Linked DNA regions of Mus musculus: region 1 is linked to region 2. A link is a contact called in public HiChIP or PLAC-seq data. All regions are on one chromosome and are shown on one strand. Each heading gives the region's core, a stretch centred on a gene start, on an enhancer-like site or on the middle of the called end of the contact. The rest is flanking DNA. Distances are from core to core; before and after follow the strand shown. Region 1 overlaps Rnf150 (ring finger protein 150). Region 2 overlaps Il15 (interleukin 15).

What was found. HiChIP or PLAC-seq counts read pairs in DNA pulled down with a chosen protein or histone mark.
Region 1: an H3K4me3 HiChIP or PLAC-seq map of bone marrow-derived macrophages shows a contact between it and region 2, with 6 times the contacts expected there. The contact joins two enhancer-like sites. A contact is called at or near these places in 1 of 39 promoter capture datasets (the C10 cell line), 2 of 15 datasets of contacts at CTCF or cohesin (large pre-B cells and pro-B cells), 42 of 484 Hi-C or Micro-C datasets (the AML12 cell line, the AtT-20 cell line, B cells and 24 more) and 2 of 115 datasets of contacts at active chromatin or transcription factors (bone marrow-derived macrophages and large pre-B cells).

Annotation. Positions count from the first base shown.
Region 1 is chr8:83,084,029-83,090,114 of GRCm38.p6, reverse strand. Rnf150 (ring finger protein 150) reads right to left here. Exons shown (of 7, transcript NM_177378.4): 7 at 1-6,086. Among named protein-coding and RNA genes, the nearest start is that of Tbc1d9, 78 kb to the left of the region's middle. Within about 2 kb of position 3,289, at least 47 of the 459 cell types and tissues checked have an H3K27ac peak or open chromatin away from gene starts, as enhancers often do. A contact at or near this core is called in bone marrow-derived macrophages, where this site is marked.
Region 2 is chr8:82,366,537-82,372,489 of GRCm38.p6, reverse strand. The region is part of intron 2 of Il15 (interleukin 15); the gene reads left to right. Among named protein-coding and RNA genes, the nearest start is that of Il15, 33 kb to the left of the region's middle. Within about 2 kb of position 1,664, at least 20 of the 459 cell types and tissues checked have an H3K27ac peak or open chromatin away from gene starts, as enhancers often do. A contact at or near this core is called in bone marrow-derived macrophages, where this site is marked.

The DNA.
Region 1 (6,086 bases), core at 2,040-4,539, 720 kb before region 2:
GGAATGGATGGAATGTAACTTCACAAATACAAAATTTATCTCAAGTTTTCTAAACATAACGGACATCCCACTATAAAAATAACACTCCCTCCCCACCCTCTTCCACCTCTAAATTTCTTCCTAATTATAAAATGGTACAATCATTTCCTATTAGTAAGCTGAAGGCAGGAACTAAACTGATTCTGCACACATACAAAACGCTTTATTTCACACCATTTACATTCACACGGAAGAAGAAGTCCTCTTATTGATCTTCCTTCTCGATTTCGTGGGAGGAAGCGGAGCTGAGCCAAAGCCACACAGAGCAATGCTGACAACACACATCCCAGACAGCAACAGAACACAGCAACGTTTTAAAACAGGCCTGCTTTGAGGTCTCCTACAGCTCTCTAGAGTTCAAGACATTCTCTCTTCATTTGATAACTGCTGGCCAAATTCTCCACTATTGAAGGAATGGTACCGATGAAAATGCAAGACACATTTGTTGACTTGGAAACCCACTGCAAATTAATTTGCTGAAAGTATCAGACCAGCAGAGGGCGCTCTGACCCTTGCAATAAAATTCTACAGACAGGTTCGGAAGACAGCAACACAAATTTGGATTGCTAAGCCCATGCACTGGCCTTCAACTGCTCTGTCCCTAATAGGCGACAATTTGGTATTTACTTCAAAGAGCAGGATACACTACAATGGGCTAGCTCTTACATGAAGAAATCTTTGGCTATTTAAAATCTTCACATTCTCAAAGAAAACTATTCTGAGTTCAATATGAGTGCTAGATTTGTCTGAAGTTTTGAAGTAAAGAGGGTTAAACACGAAAGTTTAAAGATGGCATGTGTGTCACTAAGGCCACAGTCCATTGTTTTAGATTTGTGGATTTATCGAGGCCAACCAGCAGCCTGAAAAAATTGAAATGCCCAAGGGATCCACCTTGACTTTTGTTTGTGAGAACATCAGGAGACAATTCAGCTAGTTCACAGAAGAACATGTGTCCATTTGGATGTTGATCAGTCTTTGGTTTATTTAGCACACACGGTCCTCACATTTTCTCCAAGGTCACTGCTGGCCAAAGAACCGCACACCAGAGAATTTCTACCCAGCAATGACTTTGGGTCACTCAACTGTCTCTCCTTTCTCTGTAGATTTTCCTGTCTGCCTCTTTAGAGGTCTTACAAGAAGCACACTCCCACATCCTCCTCCTTCCCCCCTCCTCCTCTTCCTCTTCTTCCTCCTCCTCCTCTTCCTCTTCTTCCTCTTCCCCCTCATCAATGAACACATATCAAGTGGCTAAAGAGCAAACAGCTCTGCAGTGAGGGTGAGCATCTGTAATGCCACCAGTTTAGAGGATCTGGGCACTGAGGTTCAAGAAAAAGCCATTTGATTATGAAGGACATAGGACAGGGAGAGAGTGAGTGAGTGAGACAGGCTCTTACAGAACAAGGAACTGATTAAATTAATTAAAGTCCACATCTGGGATCTACATTCACTTCATTAGTTATGGGATGATAACACCATGCCACCACGAAGCTCACAGTGGAATAAAATAGTTCCCTATCTACAAGATTTTAACTAGCACTGTCTGACCCTCCTGAGAAAGGCCTGCTGTTGGGAGCCAAGTATCCCAATCTTCTTCACAATCAAGACGTTTTAACTCATGACTATTGACTCCCTTCAACACCTGCTCTCCCTGGGACTCATTGGTAAGTTCCGAGCCCAGGGGAGGGGCAGTTTTCCACATAGACTTTCTCCTTAGCTCACCCTGCTTTGATCTGGGATCTTGCCTGCTGTGGATGTCCTTCAGGGTACTGGTCGTTTCCCTTGTGAAATTCAGCCATCACCCCTGCTCCTCCGTCCTCTCCCAAAATGGACAGAAATACTGCTCAGGAAATCAGGCAGCCCAGTCTTTGAAGGGCAGTGCCTCTGCTCCTCTTTGCCGTACGTTCTTTCCAAGAAGCATGGCTTGCTAAATGTTAAGGACCCTGGGAAGATGGCAGAAACAGGTCACGCAAATCCTGCTCTTGTGCGAATGTGGCCTATTAGGAGGGGACCAAGGAACAGGGTTTAAGGAAATGGGGTGTAAGATAGGGAAAGTGTGTGTGTGTGTGTGTGTGTGTGTGTGTGTGTGTGTGTGTGTGTGTGTGCAAGGAAGGGAAGGGAAATTAAGAATGCTATGGGGGCTGGTGAAATGGCTCAGTGGTTAAGAGCACTGACTGCTCTTCTAGAGGTCCTGAGTTCAATTCCTAGTAACTACCTGGGGACTCACAACCATCTGTATCTGGGATCTGATGCCCTCTTCTGGCTTGCAGGTGTACATGCAGATAGAGCAACTCATACATTTAATTTTTTTTTTTTTCTTCTACAGGACATCATCTCCCTGGCCTCAGTACCTCAGCACTGCAGAGACTGGACCTTCTCTTTGTAGATTGCATGATGATCTTTCCTAAAATTTTTGAAAGTTTTTATTTGGTAATTTTCATGGTGTTCAGCCAAGGATATGCATTCAGTGGACAACTAAATGCCATTAAATGCTTATGCAATCTACTTCAGCACCAACTAAGCTTACACCAAGAATCTTAGGCAGACTGATGTTCTCTTTTGGTTCTGGAAGTGTTGTAGTCCCAGGAATGTCTGGGCTGTAAAGAAAATGGCCACTGGGCACAGCCATTCTTAACAGGCTAGACCCTTGAATACCCACAGATGAAAATGTTAAAGCAACAACAACAACAACAACAACAACAACAACAACAACAACAAATCTCTGGAGAGAGACTTGCTTCCATGGCCAGGATGTCACACACAATGTTGAAATAGCTAGGTGCCTCTGGTACTCCTCCCCACCTCTGCCCCTGCCTCCACCCAGTATTTGTCTCTGTAGCTGTCCCAGAACTTGCTTCATAGACCGGGCTGACCTCAAACTCACTGAGATCCACCTGCCTGAGTGCTGGGTTCAAAGGTGTGAGCCACCACTGCCTGATTGCCTCTGATACCTTATCATCTCCTGTCTCCATACTATATCCATCCCTTGGGTGTGTGACCAGAACTGACCTTGAAGGCCCTGCCAGACCCAAGGCTGTTCTTAGGAGGCAGCAGCCCTTTAGAAGGATTAACCACGCAGGAGGAAGCCATTCTGAAAGTGACTCTGAGGGAGTTCAGGGCTCTTTTCCTCTCTCAACCTTGGACAAAGCTGAAGAGAAAGCTGCTCGCCATTCACCACATAGAGGCTGGATGGCCACAAGCTCAGAGATCCTTTCTCGGCAATGCCACACAGACCGGGTATGTGGCTCGGCCTGCGGTTTCCTGCGCCTTTCCTGTCTCTGAGTTCTACTGCTTTAGAACGGGGCAGCCACAGGGATGAAGAACTATGGGTTGAGGTAAATTCTCTTTGGCTAAGTGTCACATTAAGAGTCTTGGGATTAGTCATAGAAGTGAGGGGTGTAAGTCTCTCACATGAGTCTCAGGGTTTGTCATAAAAGTGAGGGTGTAATTTTATTTCAGCACCAAATCAGCATGGTTGGTTGTCTTGTTGTTTTTTAACAAACAGCTCGTCAGAGAAGCAACAGTTGCTGAGGACAGTGGACACTGTGTTTAGAAAGTTGATAAAGGCTATTTGAACCGCTATTACTTATGGAATAAGAACATCCCTGGCTGTCTCCTTAGGTAACTTGGCTAAAGTCTGTTTTTCTTTTGGGGAAAACCTGAGGTAATCTTATCCTTTTTCTCCTGTCACAGTCAGGAGAGCACTTGTAAGGATTCTGGAACATTTCTTGGGCTGTGCTGCCCGGCTGGTGGCCACTAGGCACATGTGGCTACGGAAAGCTTGAACTGTGGCTAGTAATAATGATGATGTGCTGGGCGTGTAAAAGACAGCAGATTTAGAATAGGTAACAAAGAATAGAGGAAAATGTTTTCCTGACACCCTACATCATTTGCACATCAAAACAATAATAATATTAGATTAAACTGCTATTAAATAATTTCCACCTGTTTCCTTTTTGCTTCTTAAAATGTGGCTATCGGGAGTTAGAAAAAAAAATGCATGTGACTTGGGCTGTATTTCTGTTGGACAGAGTTGGTGCACCACTTGCTCCAGAAAAATGCATGCCTGTAAATGCATAGTCAGTGGGCACTCCTGGGCTGCATAGCCACGTGTGGCTCACTGGGTCCTCAGGTCAGGGCCTCCTCATCACGGAAGGCAGCAGCAATGTCTATAGTAAGAGCTTTGCCAGTTATCTCAAGAGGAAAAACTTTCTTTTAATCTTTCTTTTGCCATGAAGGTCACAGGGAAGCCCTTCAAAACTCTTTGGTAAGCAGAGACTGTCAAAGGCTCAGGGAGTTTGCCACAGGGTCTCCTTGGAGTCAGATCAACAGGCTAAGGGTGGGCCTCTTGGGCTCCTTAGCATCCTGTAGGGTATTAGGTCAAGGACTTGCTTATATAATCAGCGTTTACCTGGCCACTGGCCAGAAAACACCTACCAGATCTTTTTCTGTCTGGTCATGCAATGTAATTTTGTATTTCTCTTGTTGTTGAATTACCCCAATGTCATTAGACTAAATATTAAAATTTCCTTTGTGACTCAGTTGTTTTCACAACACAGATCCCCCCTGGAGAAGTGCAGATGTGTCACCTGAGACAGAGGGGACAGTGAGACTCATCTTCGAAACTTCATTGGAGAGAGTCTGGTTTAGCACTCACCTGCTTCCTCGCTACGAAGCATCTCAGGCCTTGGAGGCGGGCATTAATTATGGGATGTGCTAGACCTTTGACAGAGGTGATTTTTCTGAAGCTTGTTATCATTTTCCTTGCCTTGCTCTCTACCATCGAATAGGAATGCATTAAAAGTAGAAAGAAAGGAAGGAAGGAAGGAAGGGAGGGAGGGAGGGAGGGAGGGAGGGAGGGAGGGAGGAAGGAAGGAAGGAAGGAAGGAAAAGGAGCAGTGGAGAATTCCATCGCCCTGGACTCAAAATTCCAGTGGGCAGCATGGATTTACAGCTCACGAATGTTTGAAAGATATTAGTGTAATGAGGTGGAAAAGCTCAAATCAAATACATAAATACAGCTCAGTGGGAAGAGCTTGCTTTCCTGATAATCCCTGCTCTGTATGACCTTGCCAACTGCTAGGGAGGAGGAGGAGGAGGAGGAGGAGGAGGAAGAGATCCTTCTGATTGTCCAGAGGGACACAGGTGGCCACCTATGTCTCTGGAATTGCTGCATGTATCACAATACTGTCTACTCAAAAGACAGCACACTTTTGTTATTGTTTCAGACAAAAAGAGAATAAAATCGTAAACCACTTTATAGTACGGTGGGTTTTGATAGTCATTTGTTATTTTCCTTGTAATCTTATTTGATTCTAACTCTCAGAGGAGACTCAATTTAGCAATTTCCCATGATGCACATTTTGATTCAGACTTTATCAGATCATACCTCGTTCTCCTCTTGATACCCAAATGCTCTCAGAAGACCCGAGAAACTGTTAAGGACTTATTTAGATCTTTCCATGTAGGCTGGTGAGGGTTAACAGGAGAGTTCCTGAAATAAGCTTACACCTGGATGCCAGTGACCTAAAAACTGATTTCATCTTTTCTATACCTCGTACCCGTGGAATTCATTTATGAAGGTGATAAACTGCTAAGGCTTTGGAGGAAATCAGGGAGTCAGGCATCTTCCTGGGAAGACAGGGTATCAGGTTTTGTTTTGTTTGTTTGTTTTTTAAACTAGGCTTATAGTTCCACATACTCTGAACTTTGTCATGGTGTCCTTTGGGGAATTCTGAGTTTTAGACTAAGGCCCTCCAGTCAGAGGACCTGCATTCCTCCCTGACAGTTCTCTCCTGCTAAGATGGCCCCTGACAGAGCGTGGCAAGTGGAAGCCTATGTAGTGGAGTGGAAAATAGCCAGCAAGCAGCTCAGCAGATCCAGAACTTAGTGTGGCTGTCTGGCAGCTGGGCTCGCCAAGGCCCACCTATTGGAGGGGTTTAGACACTTGGTAAAATCTGCCTTTCCACTGTTTCAGGGTGCCGAGGCAATCCTCAAAGTCATACACACGTCATATTGATAACTCGCGACTATGAATCTCAAGACGTGGT
Region 2 (5,953 bases), core at 415-2,914:
GTGCAGAGCTGAAATGCTCCGGATAGCTCTAATATGCTACCTCTTTAGAGAGGCTGGCCCTGGACTCTGATCTTCCTGCCTTTACCTTTCCTGTGCAAGGTTTGGAAATGAGAATCATCATCATCATCTCACCTTGCCTGCATCTTCAGTCACATCCCCACACGGCCTGTATAGAAAACTGGAGGAGAATGCAGACTAGTAATTTTTAAATTTGCATTTTTAATTTATTATTAGAGTTGGGATGCGAGTGATGCGTAAGTGTGGAGAATAGAGAACAATTTTCAGAAATCATCTCTACCATTTCTCCACGGGAGTTCTCTTGGCAGGTCACAAGTTACTCTACTCACTGAGCCCATTCCATTGCCTCACAAAGCCCTAGCTTTTGTTAACTTTGCAAAGTATAAAGATGACATCTCTCCTGAATACCACAGAGACAGAGCTCCACAGTATATTCATTTAATGTTTGCCTTTTCATACTTTGAAACTATCTGCCCCATTTCTTTTATAATTAGAAATAGAAAGATATGAAAAAGTTCTTAATTTTTTATAATCACTTCCTATAATAAGGAGCTATATGTTAGTATATTTATTTTACTTTATAAACTCCACTAATCTTATAATTTTACTATGTATTAATTTATAGAACTTTTGACATTTGTATTATCTTTTTTTCCCATTTTTTATTAGGTATTTAGCTCATTTACATTTCCAATGCTATACCAAAAGTCCCCCATACCCACCCACCCCCACTCCCCTACCCACCCACTCCCACTTTTTGGCCCTGGTGTTCCCCTGTACTGGGGCATATAAAGTTTGCGTGTCCAATGGGCCTCTCTTTCCAGTGATGGAGGACTAGGCCATCTTTTGATACATATGCAGCTAGAGTCAAGAGCTCCGGGGTACTGGTTAGTTAATAATGTTGTTCTACCTATAGGGTTGCAGATCCCTTTAGCTCCTTGGGTACTTTCTCTAGCTCCTCCATTGGGAGCCCTGTGATCCATCCATTAGCTGACTGTGAGCATCCACTTCTGTGTTTGCTAGGCCCCGGCATAGTCTCACAAGAGACAGCTACATCTGGGTCCTTTCGATAAGATCTTGCTAGTGTATGCAATGGTGTCAGCGTTTGGATGCTGATTATGGGGTGGATCCCTGGATATGGCAGTCTCTACATGGTCCATCCTTTCATCTCAGCTCCAAACTTTGTCTCTGTAACTCCTTCCATGGGTGTTTTGTTCCCACTTCTAAAGAGGGGGATAGTGTCCACACTTCAGTCTTCATTTTTCTTGAGTTTCATGTGTTTAGGAAATTGTATCAAATCTGCTATTCTTCCCATTTTGAATTAAAAATATCAACTCTGTATCTCTAGCTAGACATCAGACATGTTTCCTCTGGATGCTTTGTTTGAAAATCTGCAGTTTGCAGTTTGTCACATGATATAAGCTAAGACCCTATGCTTTCTCTGAAAAAAGTGGGTTAATTCTTTCATGTGCTGTGCTAAGTGGTTCGGCCAAGCTGCTGCTTCAAGATGCAGATTTAGAAGGTTTCCTAGACAGACGTATTGCAGCACTCGTGAACCATGTTCTTTTCATAAACTAGTGGACTGTAAGCTCCACTCTGTCTGCTTCCTCTTATTCTTTTACTATTTAAATAGTGCTTATACCCATGGATTATTTTCTAGATGAACTTAAGAGCACGGCATCGATTTCACTTCCTTAATCAGCTCTTGTATGTGAACGTTGCTTTCAATTTCATTTCTTGGGAACAAATTTGGAAAAAAAAGTGACATTTTTGTAATGTAGTATTTCTATTTAAGGATTAAGTCCACACCTGAAATTTTTTAACTGCATACCTGTCTTCCAATCTACACTTGTTTTCTCTATGTAATGCCAGTGTGTTCATTATTATACTCTTTCCTAAAACTCTATAACCTACTTCTCCTGCATAGTGCTGGGGTATAGAACAATACATAAGAAAGATGTTGGTTATGTAGCTTTTATTTATTATTGACATTTCCCCCAACATATCATAGATGTTGACACTTCAATCTTTGTGGCACCTCTGGTGTTTGTTGAGCATTATCAATTGCCTCATTTCAGAAGTCATGGCTATTGTGTTTTCTCCTTATAAATAGTGGTGGCTATATTTGCATAAACCTCTATGTGTTTAGTATTGAATGGAGTGGAATTTAGATCCCAGACGTGCCATTTAGTGGTTTTATTACAACCTCACACAAGCTTCCTGTGCTCTTATTTTTACTTGTAAAATGGAGACTATTATTAGATGTGCCTCATAAATATCCTAGGCACGTGACTGATCCATAGCCTGTAACACAGCTTGTATGGCACTTGTAGCAGATGCTTAAAAAGAAAAGCCATGGTGTATGTATTATTATCTCTTGAGATACCTGTGCTTATCTATGGGGCAATGCAAAAGGGATGAAGAGTGAGAGCAAGCCTGCCTGGAACTTTGACAGTGGCTCACCGTGAGAACTTCCATCTCTCCATCCATGATTTACCTTACTCCTGCTCTGTTCTCACAGGATATGTGTCTTTTAAAAGAGGATGCATTGTGTTCAGTCAGGAAAAAAAATGAAAGAACAAGATGGTCTTCTGCTTTTGAGGGCTCTGTTTCTTCTGTTGGAGGAACGAAGGGTGGAATTTAATCAAACAGGGAGTTTTTGAAACACTGGGTCCGTTTTGTTAAATTCTCTAGGAGTGCTTGATAATGTGAGTGTGTTCATTTGTCTCTTATTCTTAAAATGCATAGAACACACTCTTAGAACACTCTGGAGTTTACTCAGATCTGTATGGACATGTAGAACTATTATTACCATCAACCCTTAATGAACTTATTTATTTAATCTCTTCATTTAAATTTTCTGGTACTACGGGCTATGTTAATATTCTATAGTCTGGCATTGTTAACATTTTTATTATGAGACATTAAGCTCTGTCTATTGTCATAGTTAGTAAAGCCATTGTACCAGAAATATAATTTGAGCACAGAAAGATTGTAGAGGGAACAAATTCTCTTTATTAATACATATTATATAATTGTGTTGACAACATTTTGTAATTTTATTAATGATTGCTTCTGCATTAATGTCACACAAACCTAGAACATATGCATACCCTTGTCTTCTGAATGGAGGGCTTTATGTGAGGACACACTGGTGCTCTCCTGACCCTGTCTGTCTCCCAAGCTACATGGATACATTTTCTCTGACATGCTGGCTGGGTTCAGCTTCCTTTAGGCAATCTTGCAACTGCTGCTCCAGTACAAACGCCTCAGCTCTCTTTCAAGTTCCCTGTGAGTTTTGGCAGAAATCTCTTTATCTTCCAGAGAGGAGGTTTGTGTCTGTTAACTCAGTCCTTCTTTGCCTGACTAACTCTCATCCTTATCACACTGTCACATGGTTGCTTCCAGACTGGGATGGCTTTTGTGTTGGTAATTCTGGATACAGCGTACTCAGTTCACTACCAATGATGTTCTACTCCCTTCCCATGGGTACCAGCCCTGGAATGAGAAGTCAGTCCATGCATGGTGGCTTCTGCTTTGTTTTAATTTGTTGTCCCTCTCTCCTGGAAGAATATCAGAATGTAGGTCATCCTCATAGTGAGTCTTCACCGATTGAATTTCTTCTCTTCGTATGGAGAAACCAGATTTAGACCACATTTCATCTCCAAGGTGGCATCCTTAAGAAGCCAAGTAGTGGGGACAGTTAACATTGGAGATACCCCTGGCTTAATTCTCAAAAGAGGCTTCCTGACTTTCTGTTCTGGTGCTGCTATCATCTGGGCACTTGTGCAGTAAGATACCTTGTGTCAACAAGGTAAGGCCATCTGAGAGAAGAGATTCTTGATTGAAAGGATGCCTCCATAAAATAGGGCTGTAGGGAAGCCTGTAGGACATTTTCTTAGTGACTGATGGGGGATGGCTCAGCTCATTGTGGGTGAGTTCACTCCTGAACTGGTGGTCCTGGGTTCTCTTAGAAGGCAGGCTGAGCAAGGCATAGGGAGCAAGCCATTAAGCAGCACCCCTCCATGACCTCTGCATCAGCTCCTGTCTTTAGGTCCCTGCCCATTTTGAGTTCTTGTCCTGCTTTCTTCAGTGATGAATTGTGGTGTGGAAGTGTAAGCAAAATAAACCCTCTCTTTCCCAAGTTGTCTGGGTTATGGCATTTTATCATGTCAATCGTATAAGACAACATGCAACTTCTTTGTACTGAAGCTTTATTACATTTAACATGATGATAATGTTTCCTATCAATGTTGCTGTGATTCAGAAATTAGTAACATATAAACATAAGATTAGAAGTCTTGATAATGCTTACCTATTATTCATGTCATCAGTAATAGCAAAATACTCTGATTTTTATATTTGAAGATGCAAAATGCAAAGAGGATATGGCTACATCATTCTTAAATCCAAAGTGAAGGGCACAAGTGTCTTCCTGAGGGAAACTAAATGGAAATGAAGCTGGAAATAAGTTGCAGAATTGAGCAAGACTTTGAAAGTGCATTAGAATCAAAGATTAGCAAGAAGACCTGAACATATTACTGTCATTACTTAACTAAGAGATGCTGATTGAAACCCACAACCAGGAGCACACAGCATAAGCATGTGTATGAGCAACAGACAGTTGCATGGATCCAATGGAAAGATGTGCTCAGTTCAGGCTGTGTGGCTTCCAGTATCATGGTGACAAGATAGGTAAGAATAGTTGATCTGAGAGCAAATAGTCTCCAGCCTAGGGTACTTATGGGTGATGAATTCCTGTACTCTGTTGGCTTTAGGAGAGATGAAGAGTTGCAGGATGAGAGTGCTGTATCTGAGAAAATATTTTTACTTTAGATTTATTGTATTTGAGATAGTAGTGGGTTATCCAATTAGAATTCTTTCAAAGTCAGGAAATTACAAACCTTTTGGAAGTAAAGGATCAGAGAGTAATATTTAATGTTTGCAGATTTAATATATGTGCTTTGTGTTTTGTTTTTCATTCTTTTTTATTTTAATTTTTTTATTAGGTATTTTCTTTATTTACATTTCAAATGTTATTCCCTTTCCTAGTTTTCCCTCCAAAATTCCCCTATCCCCTCCCATGCCCCCTGCACTCCAACCCTGATTCCTGGCCCTGGCATTCTCCTATACTGTGGCATAGAACCTTCACAGGACCAAGGGAATCGCCTCCCATTGATGAGCCATCCTTTGGTACATATGCAGCTAAGAGCCATGAGTCCTACCTTGTGTTTCCTTTGATTGGTGGTTTAGTCCCAGGGAGCTTGGGGGGAGGGGGTACTGGTTAGTTCATATTGTTGTTCCTCCTATAGGGTTGCAGACCTCTTCAGATCCTTGGGTACTTTCTCTAGCTCCTTATTGGGAACCCGGTGCTGCATCCAATGGATGACTGTGAGCATCCACTTCTGTATTTGCCAGGCACTGGCAGAGCCTCTCAGAAGACAGCTATATCAGGCTCCTGTCAGCAAAATCTTGTTGACATCTGCAATAGTTCCTGGGTTTGATGGTTGTTTATGGTACACAGGTAGGGCAGTCTCTAGATGGTCATTCCTTCAGTCTCTGCTCCGAACTTTGTCTCCGCAATTCCTTCCCTTTTTTGTTTCCCTTTCTAAGAAGGATCGAAATATCCACACTTTGGTCTTCCTTCTTTTTGAGTTTCATGTGTTTGCAAATTGTATCTTGGGTATTCTGAGCTTCTGGGCTAATATCCACTTATCAGTGATTTCATATCATGTGTGTTCTTTTGTGACTGGGTTACCTCACTTAGGATGATATCCTCCAGATCCATCCATTTGTCTATAAATTTTATAAATTCATTGTTTTAAATAGCTGCATAGTACTCCAATAGGTATATGTACCAGATTTTCTGTATTCATTCCTCTGTTGAGGGACATCTGGGTTCTTTCCAATTTCTGACTATTGTAAATAAGGCTGC